Linked DNA regions of Macaca mulatta: region 2 is linked to region 1. Evidence: chromatin contacts called from public Hi-C data. All regions are on one chromosome and are shown on one strand. Each heading gives the region's core, a stretch centred on a gene start, on an enhancer-like site or on the middle of the called end of the contact. The rest is flanking DNA. Distances are from core to core; before and after follow the strand shown.

Region 1 (4,467 bases), core at 1,455-3,954:
AGTGAGGCACCCACCTTGGGCATTAAGGTTAAGGGGAAGGAGATGCCCAAATACTCAGTAAACCAAATAATATTTGAATACTATATATGTGTGTGTATATATATACACACACGTATGTATGTGTGTGTGTGTGTACACACACACACACACACACACACACACACACATATATATTTGAGATGGAGTTTCACTCTTTCACCCAGCCTGGAGTGAAGTGGGACAATCTCGGCTCACTGCAACTTCTGCCTCCCAGGTTCAAGCGATTCTCCTGCCTCAGCCTCCCAAGTAGCTAGGATTACAGGCACAGTTTTTTTATTTTTAGTAGAGACGGGGTTTTACCATGTTGGTCAGGCTGGTCCCGAACTCTTGACCTCAGGTGATCCACAAACCTTGGCCTCTCAAAATGCTAGGATTACAGGCGTGAGCCACCACACCCGGCCTGAATACAATATTTTTAAAAATCAAAATTAACATAAATAATTCACAATGAATAAAATACAAACGTTTTCAATAAAGACAGGATCTGCAACTGTGCCCTTTGGAGTCATATTGGAGCAAAAGGAAAATCAATGATACTCACCCTGCAGGCTACTTGCATTAGCTCTGTCCTCCTAACTTCTGGGCTAAACAACCCAGCTAAAGGCAACTAGAGGGGGGTTGCTCCCCAACCTTTGCAAGCCCCCTCCTGCTGGCAACTGCTGATCCTGGGACCGGTAATGGGCAGGTCCACCTTTGCCCTCAAATGGTTCTGAACTAGGTCACTGAAGTCTTTTAAATAAATTAACCAAAACCATAATAATAACAAAAAACATTTATTAAGTGCTACGTGTTTTACAAATATTAACTCAAACCTCACATCCATTTTTTAAAGTAAGTGCTCTTGTTATTTCCTTTTACAGGTGACCAAAGTGAGGCATGGGGGTTTAATAAGCTTACCCAAAACTACACAGCAAGGAGGAAGCTGCGTCGGGAATCAAACTCAGTCACTGTGGCCCCCAAGACCATGCTCATAACCATGAGGTAAAAAATGTGCCTCCTCTTCTAATTTCTGTCTCACAGTGGGCCCAGACATGGTTTCAATACAGCTCAGCAGAGCAATGCAGCAAATCCAGGTAGGGACACTAAAATACTCAGAAAAGGACCAACCAAACAACCAAAGCATAACATCAGCAATAGGACAACCAATATGAATCATGAGAACCCTCTGTCTTTATTAAATTCGGGGGAAGAAATCAAGGTCAGGAAATCAAGTGACTGGTGGCGGGGCATAGAAAGGAGTGTCTCCCCCGGTTTCTGCTCTGGCGGGCGGGTGTCAGCGGATGGTGTACTTGTCCCACTTCTTCTCGGGGTCGTAGGCCTCCCAGCGGCTGGCGGGGAAGATGTGCTTGTTCTTCTCGTACCAGCTCCGCAGCACCACCTTGCCCGCGTGCGACTCGTCCTTCTCCATGGTGGCGTCGCTGAGCAGGCGCACGTCGTCGTGCACATCGAAGTTGAAGAGCGGCCCGCTCTTGCCCCTTGCCTTGGCGATGATGAAGTCATAGAAGGTGTGGTAGTGCGGCAGGATGAGGTCCTCCTTGATGAACATGAGCTGCTCCACGCCCGCGGAGCGCAGCTCCAGGAAGTCCTTGCGCAGCCCCTGCAGCGCCTTCTTCAGGAACTGCTGCACCGTGTTGCCCTTGCGCACACGCACCGTGCGCCGGTGGCCCGAGCCGTCCCAGTAGCTGAAGGTGACCTCCATCTCCTCGTCCTTCACTTTCTCGCGCTGCGCCTCCCACTCTTGGCGCAGCTCCTCCCGGAGCCGGTTCTCCTCCTCCTCGCGGTCGCGGTCGGGCAGGAAGCTGGTGTCCACGTCGGGGTTCTTGCCCAGGTTTCCGGCGCGCCTGGCCTCGGCCGCGTCCGCCTGGTCATCGAGGTCGTCGAGCGCGAAGGACAGGCAGGAGATCTTACGCTTGCGCTCGCGCCGGTGCTCCTGCTCCCGCAGCCGCTCCTGCTGCAGCCGCTGCTCCTCCAGCTGCTGGCGCTTGGCCAGCTGCCGCTCGCGCTCCCTGATCAGGGCCTCCTGCCGGGCCTTCATGTCGTTCAGGGTCACCAGGCCCACCGTGCTGGACTTCAGCTCGGCCTCCACGGCATCGTAGTGCGCCGAGAACTTCTTGTCCACCTGCGACTTGAGGATGGTCTCCTCGGCGATGCGCTGCTTCAGCACCTCCATCTGCTCCCGCTGCTTCTCGCGCTTCTTGAGGAGGTGCATGGCACGGCCCGCCTCGCGCATGGTGCCCTTGTACTGCGCCATGGCCCCCGCCTACCCGCTGGGCTCTGCAGCAAAGAGGAAAAACGGGGCAAGTAGAGAGGGGCCCGTGCAACTGCGGGAAATGCAAAGCTCTGCGCCTCCTCACAGGGCTTTCGGCAGTGATGGAAGCGTTTAGGGGCTGGGCCGACCTGCTAGGGTCACCAACCTGACGGTGTCACCACGCACCAATTTCCAGCCTTTTCTTTGACCTCAATAAATGCAAATGCAAATGGCCCCACGTAACTGGTGGCTGCCATGCCTGAGCGCTGCGCTGAATTTGGGGAGCTGCATACAGAGAGGGTTGGGCTACTGAGCGAACCCTTACCTGCCCAAGCACCCTGCCGAGCGGAGACACGCGGGAGTTGACCTCCACGAGAACCACCCACGAGCAAAGGCCCACCCGTCCCGGGCTCTCGCGACAGCCACGGACACAGGAAGTGGAAGCGGTGCGCCCCCTGGCGGGGAGGCGGGCCCTGAGGAGAGCGCCAGGCTCCTGGTAGGGCGGCTGCGGAAACAGGAAGTGGAGGCGGCTCGCCCCCTGGCGGAGAGGCGGGCCCTCGGGAGAGCGCCTGGCTCCTGGCGGGGGCGGTGCTCCTGTGGGGCGGGCCAGCGCGGGGAGGAGCCTGGAGGAGGCGCCTCTGGCCCTGCCCAGCCAATGCTGGCCGGAGCTCCTGTTTTCATGCTGTGGGCAGGGAGGGCCCGCACCAGCGGTGCGTGCTTGCTGAGCCTTCTCGTGCCCAGTTGTAAACACGCAGAAGCAATGTGGGCGCTGCGCAAGCTGCTGTGGTCACCCAGAGAGGCTTGCAACCGCCTCGCAAGGCTGCAGCCCCTGCTCTCCAACCCTCCTCCTCCCGCGTCTCCTCCCGCCTCTGATGCTACCCCACTGTGGCCGTCTCATGAACGTTACCTGCACACCACTGCTTGTAATTCTTTCTTATGGCCCTAACATAACAACCGTTCTTTGATAATGGAACCCTACTCACCCCCCAATTTCATGACAAAACCTGCACTCAGCTTGTTAGACCTCTTCTATGCAGCAGTTTCCCCCCGGGTTCTAAGCTCTAATAACCATGGGAAACTGAGTTAAAGTATAGCAGTGTCTTTACTGTGAGCCTTTAACATGCCAGTTTCCACTGCAACTCTCCAAGGGCAGGGCAGACCAGTTCATGTTGTGTGATCGTTTCTCCCCTGCAGGAGATCTGGGAATACTCGCTGAAACCAGTGCTTCCTGGGACCTAGTTTGGAAAAGCTGGTTGTGAAATACACACTGCAGTTCAGCCTACTCCCGTCTAACAGCAACAATGCCTGTGAGCATAACCTTACCAAGAAGCGTGAATCATATGATAGTTACCTATGGCACCCACGTATCCAGAGGAGAATAGCGGGTGTGAGCACTCATCAAATTGTCCAAGCCAGAAACCTAGGCCTTTTCCTGGAATGACGTTCCTTCACATGAAATCGATTGCAGAAGAGCCTTTCACACTTTCCTTTTTCTCCCATTTCCCACCACTTGCCTTAATCTAGGAAATTAGCATTTTAAAAAAATCTGAAGCCTTCTCATTGTTGCCTCATCACCAGAATACAAGAATATCTTATTTTATTGAGCTCTGGGATACTGTGTGTTTTGTTTTTGTTTTTACAGATTGAAGATTTGTGGCGATGCAGCATCAAGTGCCTACTTTCTCCATTTTTCCAACAGCATGTACTCACTTCGTGTTCCTGTGTCACATTTTGGTAATTCTTGCAATATTTCAGACTTTTTCATTAGGCTATCTGCTATGGTGATCTGTGATCATCGTTCTGTGAGGTTACTGTAATTGTTTGGGGGCACTCCGAAGTGTGCACGTGGAAGACAAAGACATTTACTGATTTGACTGATAAATGTTATGTATGTTCTGACTGCTCCACTGACTGGCTGCTCCTTCATCTCTCTTCCTCTCCCCAGGCTTCCCTAGTCCCTGAGACACAACAATATTGAAATTAGGCTAATTCATAACCCTACAATGGCCTCTCAGTGTTCAAGTGAAAAGAAGTGTCACACGTCTCTCACTTTAAATCAAAGGCTAGAAATGATTCAGCTCAGTGAGGAAAGTATGTCAAAAGCCAGGATAGGCCAAAAGCTAGGCCTCTTTTGCCAAACAGTTAGCTAAATTATGAATGCAAAGGAAAAAAATCTTGAA
Region 2 (4,467 bases), core at 497-2,996, 100 kb after region 1:
CCTTCAACTTTGGCCATTTATGGCAAGGTATGTTGAGTTGGATTTTAGCCCCTATCTTCTGGGCCAAGAGACCCTTCCCTTCTGAGAGTTCAAATGTTCGGGTTCCAGTCATGTCCCAGTCTTCTTCGTTCCAAGGAGAGGAACAGTCGGTTCTGGATGTTTGTTAGACATCAAACCTTTTTCTAGGGTGCATGCCTGGGCTTTGTGACTTAAGAGTTTTTGGCTCTGTTACACCTGCAAGGTAACTCAACATTTTGTTATAAACAGAGTAAGCCTCGTTTGGGCTGGTCCTGTGGCTGCAACGGCACTTATTCCCACCACCTAGAATCAAGCGCTGCTGACACACTGTTTACTTCCAGTTCCCACGGCCCCTATTCCCCTATACAAAATTACACAGGAAACATATGCGTTCATTTAATTAACAAATGTATATAAGAACATCATAGACAAAGCAAAGTCTCTTGACACTCTCCATCTTGACCTGTTCACCGTCCCAGACCAGGTGAAGAACTTTGAAGCTATGCTATCTGCAAGTCACCGGCACAGTCGGAATAAAAGCTGGTCGTGGTGGTGAGGGTCATCCGGGTCGGGACTGAGTCAAGGCAGGTGGGACCGAATGGTAGGGACCTGGGTGGACATCTGGGTCGGGACTGAGTCCAGGCAGGCCACCTGCCTTGGGCCTCCAACGTTTCTGCACAGGGCTGGGCTTTAAGAGGCTTTCCAGAGCGCTGCCGGGGCGGGGGTGGGGTGAGGTGAGGGGCTCGCCCTGGCTCTCCCACCCCTGCCTACACGCTGTAAGGTCACTGGATTCATTTCTGGAACTAACTTGTAATTCTCAAGTGCTATTAATTCTCTTCCAACAGGAACCGCCTCAGTAACGCGCCGCTGAGTCAGTTTTCAGGGCGGGTGGTTTCCCCACGTCCACTCCTGAGGCCCCTCAAGCGCACCCACGGCGTCCGGCTTCCCAGGGCGCTCTTTCCCAGGAGACTTTCTCATCCCTGTTTTCTCTCCTCTTCCGACTTCTCCGAGGGCTGCCCCGCGGTCTGTCCGGCCGCGTCCCGGGCCTTGGGGCGGCTGAGGCATGACCGGAATGCGCGGGAGGACGCGGGGCGGGGACGCGAGGGCAAGGACGCGGGGCACGGAGGGGACGCGGGGCACGGAGGGGACGCGGGGCACGGAGGGGACGCGGGGCACGGAGGGGACCCGGGGCGGGCCGGCCTGGCCTGGGCCCTGGTCGGGGCGGCGCTCGGCCCAGCCCGCGCCCTCCGCCCCGACACTCGCAGCCCCGCCTCCGGACCCCCGGTAGTTGCCATCCCCTTGCGGGCCGGGTGGGGCGCGCAGCTCCCAGCCCTGGGAGGTCCCGAGGATCGCGAAACGGAAAGAGAAAAAAGTCGGCGCCTAGCGCCTGGCAGGCAGGGCCCGCCCCGCCTCCCTTCCCGGCTGGTCCAGTCACCGACCTGCGGCTCCGGGGCCGCGAGGGAGGAGGCGCGGGGGGCGCGAGGCGGGGGCGGGCGCTCGGGGCTCGGCCCCGCTCTCGGCTCCGGGGGTTCCCGTGGCCGCAGCAGCGCGGTCTCTGCGGAGGCGGCGGGGGCGCGGCCAGCCAGACCTCTTCCTTTCCAGGGCGGCCCGCGGCGCCCGTTCCGCGGGAGGCGGGCGGGAGGCGGACGCGGCCTGGCCTCGACGTCGACTACCGCGCCGCCCGCGATGGGAAGCGCCTTATAAAGCCGCGCCCGGCCGGCCCGAGCCACTCGCCGCCGCGCCGCCCCGAACGCGGGCCGCACGCAGCCTCCTGGAGTGCCGGGCCGACCCCGGACGACCCCGGGCCCGGACGCACCGCGGACGACTCCTGCCCCGGACGCGCCCCGGACTACCCCGGCCACGGACGTACCCGGGACGACCCCGGCCAGGGCGCGCCTCCTGCGGCCGGGCGGGCGGCGGGGCCGGGGCGCCCTTGGAGGGGGCATGCGTGCGACATGGCCTCGGCGGTGTTTGAGGGCACGTCGCTCGTGAACATGTTCGTGCGTGGCTGCTGGGTGAACGGCATCCGCAGGCTCATCGTCAGCCGGCGCGGCGACGAGGAGGAGTTCTTCGAGATCCGCACGGAGTGGTCGGACCGCAGCGTGCTCTACCTGCATCGCAGCCTCGCGGACCTGGGTCGCCTGTGGCAGCGCCTGCGCGACGCCTTCCCCGAGGACCGGTCGGAGCTGGCGCGGGGGCCGCTGCGGCAAGGTGCGGGGCCGGGGACGCGGGGGGGGCGCGGGGCCGAGGCTACCTTGAAGTGCACGAAGGAGGCGGGGAGAGACTTCAACCGAGATTGCGACTTCTCCCTCCTGCCCACGCTGGACAGGGCACACTTGGACCCCGCGCCCGCAGACGAGGGGTGCCCGGGCGGCGGGGTTAGGGGGACGCGGAGCCGGCCTGCCCGGCCTGGGGGCGCCCCCGGCGGAGGAGCCAAATGGGGCGGGAAAGGGGCCGAGGCCGGCAGGGCGGGAGCCGGACTCTCCCCGAGGACGAGTCACTTCCGAGGAGGGCGGGGGCGCCAGGGGCTGAGCGGCTCCCAGGGTCAGCCCGGCCCTAGCCCCTGCCCAGTACCTCCCGAGGGCCGGCGGGCGGGCGGGCGCACTGGGAAGGCGTCTGGGAGCAGTTAACTGCAGGGTCCTAGCCGGGGGTCGCGTCGGGTCTGGCAGCCGCCCCTGAGTTCTCCCCGCGGAGGGCGCACCCCTGGTCTTCGAGCACGAGGTGCCACGCAGCCCTTCCGTCCCTCCTCGGAGGGGCCGCCCCGCCCGCGGCTGCCGCGGACAGCCAGGGCCCCCCCGCACCGCGACCAGGGCTGGTCCCCATTCGAGTTTGATCAGCTGCGCCGCCTCCTCCCCGGCCTTGTGACCGTCCTGGCTCGCGGGAATTCTTGTTTTCAGAAACCGCGGTGGCTTCCCTTTTCCTACGGCTCTGCCCGAGCTTTCTTTTGGAGGCCAAGCTGAGGGGGTGGAAGCGGGGAGGACGCAAGAGAGAGGGGCTGGAGTTGAGACGGAAGAATGCGGGGTGGAGGGAGCAGGCCGGGGAGGGGGGCCGCCTGGGAGGGCCAGGAGAGTAGAAGGGGCGGGAAGAGTGGAGGACTTCCGAGCAGCACCCCTGTCCCCCCCGCCGGACACGTGTGACCACCTGTAGCTCCGAGCATGGGGACAGTGGCCCAGCAGCCTTCCTTCAATCCTTCTCTAAGCGGAGACCTCCTGAAAGCCTGGGGCCAAGTTACTGAAGCAGAGGGTGGCCCGTCGCAGTCTCCCCAGCCTGCTGTCTGTCTGCGGTCTTGAGATAACGTCTGCTTTTCCCTGGTGATGGCCCCAACCCCAGTGTGTGAATTACGTGGATAATTAGCTCGGTTCTCATGACACATCCTTTGGAAGGGCTCCCACAGCCAGCCAGTTGGGGCCCTGAGCGAGAAGGCCCGCCCTTCAGGCTTCCCTCTGCTCCCCAGAGCCTCACATTCATAGCTGTTCTCCAGACAGTTGGGTGTTATTTCAAGCATCGAAGCAGTTTTCTTTGGATTTGCTGTTTGTTATGATATTTTAAATTTAACAAATGAATGCCCAAATCAGGAAAGCATCGTGAAGGAACAGCGGTTTATTCAATGACCTTTCCTGGAACGAGGCTTAAACACACTGGAGTCCTTGAGCCTCACTGTGGTCAGGCGTCTGAGCTCCGTGACCCCAGGCAGGCTGGTTGCAGCGGGCTCCCCGTGGGACTCCCCACCTATAGCTTTCTACCTGTGGTCTCTGACGTTTGTGAGGACTGAAAGGCATGGTAGAGGGTCTAACAAGAGCAGGTTCTCCATAAATGCCAGTTGTCATCCTTACCATCGCATCAGCCGCTTCTGGCAGGGGTTGGGCCAGACGGTGGAAAGAGGGTGTGGTTTCGCATCCACGCGGGTGGAAGTAGCTCACCTGGAGCAGGAGGGAGGGGCGTGTGAGGAATTCCACTTGCGCCGCACACACGCTGACTCCGCCTCTTTTGCTCTCACCTGAGTTGTGCTGGGTCCGTTATGCGTTCACAAGGTGTGTGGACACGCAACAGTGTGTCCAAAGAGTGAAGAAAGGTTAAAGACGCGAGAGATTACCGCGGAGAAAAGACTCAGAAGGGATATGATAGCTACCTCCAAGTACCTCAAGGGGAACACAGATCAGAAATAGGGGTCAGAGTGATGGTGGCAGGGCTGGTGGGTGGTGAGTGTGAGGCCCAGCGGCTGGGTGTAAAGGGCATTCTAACAGCACACCATGGAACTGTTGGAGCTGCTGCCTCTGCTGGGGACAGTCTGGCTCCCCCTGGAGAGGGTGAAGAGGGGAGCCTGGGACCAGAGCCAGGACCGTAAGCCCTACCTCCATTCTAGTCCTTGGTTTTCTGAGGGACAGTTAGCCGGTCCCTGCCCAGCACACCTAGGTTTTGTTGTGCAGCGCCAGGAAAGTCCTTTCCCTT

What was found. Hi-C and Micro-C count contacts between places; a contact is called where the count stands out from the background.
Region 2: a Hi-C map of fetal cortex germinal zone shows a contact between it and region 1, with 2.5 times the contacts expected there. The contact joins the promoter of PXDC1 here to the promoter of FAM50B in region 1. A contact is called at or near these places in 4 of 14 Hi-C or Micro-C datasets (fetal cortex germinal zone, fetal cortical plate, fibroblasts and 1 more).

The regions. Positions count from the first base shown.
Region 1 is chr4:179,407,537-179,412,003 of T2T-MMU8v2.0, forward strand. FAM50B (family with sequence similarity 50 member B) reads right to left here and starts at 2,705. Exons shown (of 2, transcript NM_001267791.1): 1 at 2,613-2,705; 2 at 811-2,313. The coding sequence starts at 2,290. The coding sequence ends at 1,313.
Region 2 is chr4:179,508,910-179,513,376 of T2T-MMU8v2.0, forward strand. It overlaps PXDC1 (PX domain containing 1), which reads left to right and starts at 1,747. Exons shown (of 5, transcript XM_015135486.3): 1 at 1,747-2,229. The coding sequence starts at 1,974.